Linked DNA regions of Sarcophilus harrisii: region 2 is linked to region 1. A link is a contact called in public Hi-C data. All regions are on one chromosome and are shown on one strand. Each heading gives the region's core, a stretch centred on a gene start, on an enhancer-like site or on the middle of the called end of the contact. The rest is flanking DNA. Distances are from core to core; before and after follow the strand shown.

Region 1 (5,213 bases), core at 1,115-3,614:
TCAATTTCCTCACCTGTGAAATGGGATAATAGAGCTCATCTCACAGTAGTTGGGAGGATGAAATAAGACCATCTATGTAAAAGCTCTTTATAAAATTGCACACAGAAATGAGCTATTCCATGTTTATAGGGAGGTGGGTCCCAGTAAATGGGCTTGGACTTGAGGGGCAGAGAGGGACAGCAAGGCTTAGAAGAAGTATTTTCTGCTCAGTACTCTGAGCAGTTCTGACAGGAGCTATGGATGAAGGGTCATGGGAGAGAGGAGCAGGACATGGGCCACTTGGAGACAAGACACTGCTCACTACCCACCGTGGTTCGTAGTGGAAATAGTCACAGATTTGATGTCAGAGGGTCCTGAATTCCATTCCTTCCTCACTATGTGACTTTAGCCAAGTACTTTCCTCTCCTGAGCCTCAGTCTGACTATGTGACTCTGGCCAAATCACTCACTCTCTGTTTCTTTTTCCTCACTTGACTCTGGCCAAATCACTCACTCTCTGTTTCTTTTTCCTCACTTACAAATACAGCACCTCCGTCCCAGGGTCCTTGTGAGAATCAGATGAAATATGATGCCCAGAGCCCCCTGAACACTTTCTGGCTCCACATAATGATAGCCCTTGTTAGCCTATTTCCCAGCAGGAAAGCTCTCCTTGTTGGGAACTTGAGGGGGGCCCCAAATGTCTCCTTGGTCCCCCTGGGCACTGAATTGGTTTTCTCCTCTTCCAGCTGGGGCTCAGCAGAGCTGGAACCCTCTGTCCCAGGCTGACCCCTGATCTTGCCTGTTTCTCTAGGAAATGGAGGTGACACAGGGGTCCTTCCTCTGGAGTCTCACTCCCAGCTCTGGAAGCCTCAGAAGAACAGAAGGTCCTGGGCACCAAGGCCGTTGTGCGTCTGGCTCTTGGGCTGTGAGTAGTCTAGACGTGAGCTCCCCTGGGCCCAGCAGTCCCCAGACCCAGAAATGCTCCCCCCAGACCCAGCAATGCTCCCCCAACCCCAAGTAGGTTTTTAAATGTCTTAGCGAACAATTTACCTGCCTCAGGCACAATGGAAAGGGCCCCTCAGCGGCCCATCTTAGTTTCACTGTATGGTCTGGGAAAGCTGGGAGGAAGCAGGAAGTTATCCCCCAAACAGTTTAGAGCCTCAGAAGCTAGTGACCTCTGACCTCTCCAGTGTTCCCAGTGACCCAGGATCACACTGATCTGGGCTGGAGGGGCTCTGGCCTCTTTGGCCCACATTATGGGGGAGGGAGGGGGCTTATGCTCTTCATTCTCCCTGCTCCCTTAGGGGAGCTTCTCACCCCAGACTGAAAGAGGGAATAGAAGTGAGACATGGCCCAGGGGAAGGACAGCACTTACCATATACTGCTAAATGGCATTGTCTAACTGTTAAGAAGCCTTGACTGTTACTAATGGCTACAAGGTAGTCATCAGTGTCACTGAGGGTGAGGTGAGGGATGAGCAGGGAGCCGTTGGGGAACACCTTCTCCCGGATGCCTGCAGGGTCCTGCACGCCGGTTTCAACTTTGTATTTAGCAATCATGTAGCTAGGTAGTACTACTTTTCTGTACCAAGTATAGAAGACAGCCTGGGCTGTGTAGCCCTGGAGTTCCAAGGTGACGCTGCGGTTCACTTCCCCATAGGGAGGATTTGGAACAACAGTGATCAGAGCAGACGTTGGCTGGATCCAGCAGCTGAGGATGGAGGCTGAGAGGGGAAGAAGGAGGCAGAGGTCAGCAGGGTCCCTCTGCCCTCCTGAGAGACCAAGGCCACTGAGCTGTCCCTGACATAAGGGTGGGGGCTCCTGGGAGCTCAGTGGAGGTGTTTGCAGGGATTCCTGGGCCTGCACATCATGTGAAGGCCCAGCCTCTGCAGAGAATCGGAGCCTTTGGTATGTAACACATTTTTGGCTCCCTCCCCGGGCTTGATTCAGATCTGCCAGTGTGCCCAGCAAGGCAATGGAGGCAGAAATGAAGCAACAAAATGTTGTAGCTGAGAACAAAAACCAGACTTCAGAGATTCCTGAAACCAGTGCTCTCAATTTACAATGAAAGAAACTGAGGTCCAGGTAAGGTGAGACATGTGACTGATATGAAATAGGAAAGGGCAAAGGCAACATTTTAATTCCTGGTCCCAAATCCATGAAGGATCTTTTCACTGAATCCTGGGTACATTTTAAGGCTGACACTTTGGCTCCCAAAAATCACTGGGAGGATGGTGGTAGTCCAGGTAAACTCAAGCTAAGAGTCTAGGTGACCTGACCATGGTCACGCAGCCAGTACCCATCAGAGCTGGGATCCACATCCAGGTCTCCTGACTGGAAAGCTTCCCTTCCCCCCTTCAAAGGTGGCTCTGTCCCAGCACTGGACATTACCCCGAGTCTCAGGGATGTGAGTGCATAGATATGAACTGCTGCTGCGATGCTACTTCCCTCCTGCCTCTGGTTAGGAAAGACTCTTGGTCAAGTCTTCTTTGAAAATGACTAGAACAGAAGCCCTTATACTGGCCCCTTTCTCCCTTCTTCCCCACCCCTGGGCTCCTGCAGAGCTGGTGTCTCACCTGTGATCAGGAGCCCCCTCCAGGGGCTGAGTGCCCCACTCTGAGGCTCTGAACGGCTCTCCATGGGGCTGGGCTGTGGCTGTGTCACCCTGTCTCCTTCCCAAGAATCTCTCTGCTTTCCTTAGCTGTGTCTTCTCTGTACAGGCTCAAGGGCAGACCCTGGAGGTGTCCCTGCTGCTGTCCAGGCTAAGGCTGTCTCTGGGGGCAGCCTGGAGCTGGGTCTCTTGGTTGCCTCCTTTTCTGGAACACTGAGGTCTCTCTCTTCAGAGATGGAGCTTTTCTATCTGCCTGGATCACAAAAACCCCACAGGGCAGGAACTTAGCCTTTGACTTTCTCCTCGCTCCTCCCTCTTCTCTCCTCCCTTCTCTCTCCTCCTCTTTCTTCCCCTCCCAGCTGCTGTGATGTCCTTCCTCTCAGGGGAGCCCCTCACCTGCACAGATCCCCCCCAATGCCTATGGAGAAGTGGTTCTGTCCCCCAGAGGAACATGTATATCACTCAATATTACCTACTGTTCAGTAGAACTGATACCTGATCCCTGACTACTTTATTTCCCTGCTGGAGCAGACATTGTTTAGACCCCAAAATGAGCACAAAGGATGCAAAGGACAGAGGTACTAAATGTTTGGATCCTTATTTGGGGCTTTTAGCACCCAGACTGTCTCCCCTACCCCATCAGGCTAGGTCATAGTGTGCTGGCCTTCCCTTAGGTGGTTTACCATGACTTCTGGGAGGATCCCACAGGGCTGGGATGATGCTGACTAGAGCTGCTCCTCTCTCTGGTGGGAACAGATCGGACCATCTTCTTTTCGCTGCACCCTTCCAGGACTCCCAGCAATCCTCCCCCATCTTTCATTGAGAGAAGGTTGGGTCTGGATCCCAGCAGAAGAGAGTTCGAATGGATCCTCACACACTTTATAGCTTTATGTCCTTGGGCAAACTGAACTATCTGCTTCAGTTTTCTCAGTTGTGCAATGGGAAGGATAATACTAGCACCCAGGTCCCAGGCTTGTGGTGAGGATCAAATGATCCTCCTATATGTAAATCATTTAGCACAGTGAAGGAGGACCCGTGGGCATCCTTTGGGAGAAGGGAATGCTAAGAGCATAAGGATGGCTCTGGATGGAGCTGAATGGGAAGTAGGGAAAGGGGGAGGGGTCTAAGAACTCATGGGGCTTTTGATTAGGTTAATCAATAAACACTTTGAAAGCACCTACTAAGTTCCAGGCAGTGTGTTAAGCACTGGGGATATAAAGAATGGTAAAAATCCCTGTCTCCTGATGGAGAAGACAACATGGACAGAATTCTAAATATAATGAGGACAAAATGGAGAACATGTCAGAGAGAAGGCACCAGCATTAAGGGGGATGGGCTACAGAGGGTAGTGTCTCCCTCACATAGGCCGTCTCCCTCTAATCTTAAGTCAGACATTGTCTGAGTTCTATCCCGGTGCATGGAGGGCAGAATCTCCACCGTTCCCCTTCTGCAAAAACTCATGAAAAAGTCCATTTCTCTAAAGACAATGAATACAATCTTGTGAGTCTTCAAGGTCAACCCGTATCTCCCAATGTTGATGAGGAGTGGGCCAGTGACTACCCCTAATCACACAGGAAATAAGTGAGAACCAGCTATGAAGTTTCAGTACATTAAGGCCAAGAGCTGTGAATCTCTGAGGAGGGGAAGAGGAAATGTGGGGCAAAGAACCAGATGCAATGGCATCTCCTTCCCCGTCAAGATAAGGTGAAAAATCATAAGAGCATCGCATCTGACAGTGGCAGAAAGAGACCCAAAGAGGTGGTGCCCTGCCCAGGCTCACAGGGGGAACAAGCAAAAGCAAGGCTTCTACCCCCAAATCCAGCCTTGGGCCTTCCTGGGCCTCAGACCAGCCTAGGACATTCCTGACATGTCCCAATTGTGGGGAAAACCCAGTTCCCTGCTCCATCGCTATAGAAGGCTTCTAAGGGAGTCCTGCTCAGTCAGTGAATATATGCCAGATGCAGGTTTTCTTTTTCTGAATGTTGAGTCTTTCTGGGAAAGGGATGTGACATTAGTGTAAATAGGCCTAACTCCTTTTGCACAGCTGGTTTGTACAAAAAGTCAAGCTTGGAAATGAGTCCTCCTTCAGATGCACTGAAAGAGATGGCTACCCAAAGGGCCTTTCCTAGAAAGGATTGGCTGACTCAGTCCTGAAAACTGATCATGGGCATTAGAGACCTGGGTTAGTGTCCCCTCTGCTATTTAATCACTTTCTCTTCAGATTCATTGTTTCACCCCTCTGGCACTTAGTTCCCTCATCAGTATAATGGGCACATTGTGCTAAAATAACCTCTCAGATCATCTGTTAATACAACCAGCTGCTCCCACTTGTCCTTGGAGTAATAATAATGACCAATATTTGTTATGGGCTAGAACTTGCAACAAGGTGCTAACTCGGTGGAATTGATAGAGAGAGTGGTTGTTTAGCTTGCTGCTTAACAGTTCTCTAGTGCAGTAAATGTAATTAGTACTTACTATAATTCTACAAAATTCACACTTTTGATAAGAGACCATATAAGCTGGGACAAACTCAGCCAGAATCAGGACTAGGGAAGACAGGGACTGTGGTGGTTCTCCTGCCTCCCCCACAGAAACCAAGACACATTCAGGAGGATATCAAGAAGC
Region 2 (5,213 bases), core at 1,069-3,568, 130 kb after region 1:
AGGGATTTTAGCCATTAACAAGGGGAAACACAAGTTTCCTAGGGGAACTCACAATCAACCAGGAGGAAGACACTGTTAAAGGAAAGATGCCAAGAGTTGGAATTAAGCCACTGACTGATGAACTAAAATGAATAGAGAAGTTTAGCAGACTAATCATTAAGTGGTGGGCTAAACCTAAAAGGGATTTAGCACTCTAAAAACAGTTAGCAAAGATCTACATTAGGAGCAGATCTTTGATAGGGGAAATATAATCTTGGGGTTTTGACATCATAACTTGGTTTTCTGGTTTGATGTAATAAAGTTGAAATTTCTAAAGATCTTCACTTGGGGTGAGACTGTAGCAAGAGTCCACAAAGCAATGATCTTGTGATTTGACCTTATCTTTAGGGGCAGAAGGGATGCCATTATATCTGGCCCCTTGACATACATTTCCTCTTCCTGTCCCCCAGACCTCATAGATCCACAGCCCTTGGCTTAATGTACTGAAACTTCCTATCTGGTCCTCACTCCTTTCCTGTGTGAGTAGGAGCTAGTCACTCACCCACTCCTCTTCCATACTGGGAAATCTGGGCTCATCTTGCATAATCACAACATTGTCTTCATTGTCTTTAGCAAAATGGTTTTTTTTAAAAATGAGTCTTTCTTCCCTTCTTAGACTACAAGCCACAAAGTGGGAAATGTTGAAGATTCTGCCCTCCATGCCCTAGGATAGAGTTCCTACAATGTCTAGCCTTAAGATTTGAGGGAGACTGCCAAATTGGGTCTATAGCAAGTATTCTTCACCCACAACTTTCTTGAAATCTCCCCTCCCCTCCCTCCTTAATGTTGGCGCCTTCCCTCTGAGAGGTTTTCTAATTTGTCCTCAATTGGTCTTACTTGTAGAATCCTGTCCATATTGTCACCTCTATTATGAGACAGGGACCTTTACCTTTCTTTGTTTCCCCAGTTCTTAGCACATGATCTGAAACATAGCAGGTGTTTACACAGTAATATTGACCAAGCTAATCAAAGGCCTCTTGAGTTCTTAGACCTCCCTTCTTTCCATCCTTCCCATTCAGCTCCATCCAGAGCCATCTTGGCTCAAATTCTTATGCCCTCGCCATTCCCTCCTGCCAAAGGATGGCTAATGGTCCTCCTTCATTGTGCTGAATGATATATATATATATATAGATATATATAGATATATATAGATATATAGATAGATAGATATAGATATAGATATAGGTATTCTATATATATCTATATAACTTTTTATGTTTCAAAACATATGCATGGACAATTATTCAACATTAGCCCTTGCAAAACCTTGTGTTCCAATTTTTCCCTCCCTTCCCCAACCCCTCCTCTAGATGACAAATAATCCAATGGTATATATTGTTTCCTTTGAGCCTCCTCACAAGCCTGGGACATGGGTACTAGTATTATCCTTCCCACTGCACAGTTGAAGAAACAGAGGCAGATAGTTGAATTGGCCCAAGGTCATAAAGCTACAAAGTGTCTGAGGCAAGATTGAATTCACTTCTACTTGGGCCCAGACCCAGTCTTCTCTCAACTAAAGAGTGGGAAGGATTGCTGGGAGTCCTGAAAGGGTGCAGGAAGAAGATGGTCCCAATCTGCTCCCACCAGGGGGGAAGAAACTGTAGTCTGCATGATTCCCTATTCCCACTCCCAGCCTTGTTAGATCCTCCCAGAAGCCACCGTAAACCACCTGAGGAAGGGCCAGGCCCTGTTACCTGCCTTGACAGGGGAGGGGAGGAGAGACAAGACCCAGAAGTCCTAAAGGCCCCAAGCACATTCAGTGGCTCTGCCTCCATTCTCTGTGCATCTTTTGGGGTCTAAACACTGTCTACTGATGAGGAAAATAAAGGAACTGGGGTCAGGTATCAGTTCTACTGGACAGTAGGTAATTCTTAGTGAGTCTTGTTCCCCTGGGGGACAGAAGCATTTCTCCGTGGACAGTGGGGGGGATCTGTTCAGGGGAGGGCTCCCCAGGAGAGGCAGGAAACCACAGTAGCTGGGAGGGGAAGAAAGAGCAGGAGGGAGGAGGAGGAGAAAGTGAGAAGCTAAGTCCCTGCCCTGTGGGCCCTTGTGATCCAGGCAGATAGAAGAACTACAGCTCTGAAGAGAGACCTCAGTCTTCCAGAGAAGGAGGAGACCAAGAGACCCATCTCTGGGTTGCCCCAGGGACAGCCTTAGCCTAGACAGCAGCAGGGACACCTCCAGGGTCTGCCCTTGAGCCTGTACAGGGAAGACACAGCTCAGGAAAGCAGAGAGATTCCTGGGAAGGAGACGGGGTGACACAGCCACAGCCCAGCCCCATGGAGAGTCCCTCAGAACCTCAGCACAGGGCAGTCAGCCCCTGGAGGGGGCTCCTGCTTACAGGTGAGACACCAGCTCTTCAGGAGCCTGGGGGAGGGCAGAGGCAGCTGGTGGAATTCTGACCCAGATGGAGACGGGGACCAGAGGGAAGCGGACCAGTCCTAGGGTTCTATCCTAGACATGGTCTAAGTAGACTTGACCAGGGAATCTTCCCTAATCAGGGGCAGAGGAAGTAACAGCAGCTCAAAGCTATCCATCCACATCCTGACACTCAGGTCAATGTCCAGTGCTGGAACTGAGCAGTGGGGAAGGGAAGCTTTACAGTCAGAGGAGACCTGGGTGTGGATCCCAGCTCTGATGTGTACTGGCTGCATGACCATGGTCAGGACCCCTAGATTCTTAACTTGGGTTTACCTGGAATACCACCTTCCTCTCAGTGAGACCTTAAAAGTATCAGCCTTAAAATGCACCCAGGGTTTAGTGAAAAGGAGCTTCCTGGGTTTGGGGCCAGCAGATCTGGGTTCAAGTATTGCCTTTGCCTTTTCCTATTTCGTATCAGTCAGATGTCTCACCTTACCTGGACCTCAGTTTCCTTGTTTGTAAATTGAGAGCACTGGGTTCAGGAATCTCTAAAGTCTGGTTTTTGTCCTCAGCCACAACACTTTGTTGCTTCATTTCTGCCTCCATTGCCTTGCCGGACACACTGGCAGATCTGTTCTGAATCAAGCCCGGGGAGGAAGCTGAAAATGTGTCACATACCAAAGGCTCCAATTCTCTGCAGAGGCTGGGGCCTTTACGTGATGTGGAGGCCCAGGATTCCCTGCAAACACCCCCACTGAGCCCCCAGCAGCCCCCAAGGCAGGCTGAGCAGCCCCCACCCTTATGTCAGGGACAGCTCAGTGGCCTTGGTCTCTCAGGAGGGCAGTGGGATCCTGCTGACCTCTGCCTCCTTCCTTCCCTTTCAGCCTCCATCCTCAGCTGCTGGATCCAACCGACGTCTGCTCAAATCTCTGTTGTGTCAAACCCTCTCTATGGGGAAGTGAACCGCAATGTCACCTTGGATATCCAGGACTACTCAGGCCGGGCTGTCTCCTATACTTGGTTCAGAAAAACAATAACAGATCCCAACGAGATCGCTGTCTACACAGTTGAAAATAGAGAGCAGGATCCTGGAGATATCTGGAAGAAGGTGTTCCCCAATGGCTCCCTGCTGATCCCTGACCTCACCCTCAGTGATTCTGATGACTACATTGTAGTCATTGTTAATTCTAAATGCTCCATAGTTGCACAAGGACATTTAGCAGTGTATGGTAAGTGCTGCCCTTCCCCTGGGCCATGTCTCACTCCTATTCCCTCCCTCAGTCTGGGGTGAGAAGCTCCCCTAAGGGAGCAGGGAGAATGCAGAGCATGATTCCCCCCCCCCATAATTAAGGCCAAAGAGGCAAGAGCCCCTCCAACCCAGATCAGTATGATCATAGGTCACTGGGACCACTGGAGAGGAGAGAGGTCCCCAGCTTCTGAGGCTCTAAGTGTTATTATTGGGGGTAACTTCCTGCTTCCTGCCAGCTTTCCCAGACCATACTCTGAAACTAAGAAGAGCCTTGAGGGCTTGGAGGGATGTCTAGCCCTTTTCAGTTGTGCTTGAGCCAGTCAATTTGACTCTGAAGTTCACCTTCCCTAAGACAGTTAAAAATCTACTGGGGATGGAGGGAGCATTGCTGGGTCTGGGGGGAGCATTGCTGAGTCTGGGTACTGCTGGGCCCAGGAGAGCTCACATCCACACTACGCACAGCCCAAGAGCCAGACGCCCAACGGCCTTGGTGCCCAGAACCTTCTGTCTTCTGAGACTTCCAGAGCTGGGAGCCAGACCCCAGAGGAAGGACCCCTGTGTCACCTCCATTTCCTTGAGAAATAGGCAAGATCAGAGGCTCCAGGGTTCTGGGAAGGGTCAGGTGGAGACAGAGGATTCCAGCTCCCCTGAACCCCATCCACATGAGGAGAAAACCAATTCAGGGCCCAGGGGGAACCAAGAGGTCATTTGGAGCTCCAAGGAAGGACATCGTTCCCGACAAGGAGAGTTTTCCTGCTGGGAAATAGGCTAACAAGGGCTGTCATTATGTGGAGCCAGAAGGTGTTGAGGGGCACTGGGCATCATATTTCATCTGATTCTCACAAGGACCCTGGGATGGAGGTGCTGTGTTTGTAAGTGAGGAAAAGAAACAGAGAGTGAGTGACGTGCCCAGAGCTGGTCATAACTAAGGCAGGATTCGATTTCTCACATCCCAACATTCTGTCTCCTGTACATCCTGGCGGCCTCCTACCTGCAGGGTCACCTCAGGAGGGAGGGATGTCTGCATAACAGTCCATCTTCAAGCAGGGACCAGCTGCCCATTTGACAGGGAAGCTTGACTGGGAGAAGGGTCAGCACAGGCCCCTTGGCACTTGCTTCCAGGGTGGGCAGTGCTGGGAGTTGACCCGGAAGCTTGTGTGTGTGGCAGGATGCCTTCAGTGGCTACAGGTGAGGACAGGAGTCAGGACTGGCTGGCTGTTTTTCTGTCCCTGAACTGGGGAGCAGAGAATACTGCATGAGAAAGGAGCTAGGAGTCCTCCATCTGGTGATTCTCAGGCATTGCTTAGGCACCTACTGCATCCAAAGGAACTGGCCTGGGTATGGGGCATGGCAGGCAAAGAAATCAATCGTTCAAGGTGCATGAGTCCTGTTGAGGAAACATAAACAGGAATGTGGAGTAGACACGAGAAGCCTAGGAAGCAGTTCCAGATGGAGGAGATTATTCAGAATCAGTCAGGTCCTGCCCGTGGGTCCAAAAAGTCCAAAGCATAAGTGAGCATGGGTCCATATGGGGAAATTACTGATCACCAAACTGAAGGAAGAA

Evidence for each region. A called contact is a pair of places that touch in the nucleus more often than the background predicts.
Region 2: a Hi-C map of heart shows a contact between it and region 1, with 12 times the contacts expected there. The contact joins the promoter of LOC111720307 here to the promoter of LOC100927775 in region 1. A contact is called at or near these places in 2 of 3 Hi-C or Micro-C datasets (fibroblasts and heart).

What each region holds. Positions count from the first base shown.
Region 1 is chr3:594,024,564-594,029,776 of mSarHar1.11, forward strand. It overlaps LOC100927775 (carcinoembryonic antigen-related cell adhesion molecule 5-like), which reads right to left and starts at 2,365. Exons shown (of 14, transcript XM_031961664.1): 1 at 2,257-2,365; 2 at 1,354-1,701. The coding sequence starts at 2,365.
Region 2 is chr3:594,158,669-594,163,881 of mSarHar1.11, forward strand. LOC111720307 (carcinoembryonic antigen-related cell adhesion molecule 21-like) reads left to right here and starts at 2,319. Exons shown (of 3, transcript XM_031961665.1): 1 at 2,319-2,382; 2 at 3,285-3,629. The coding sequence starts at 2,319.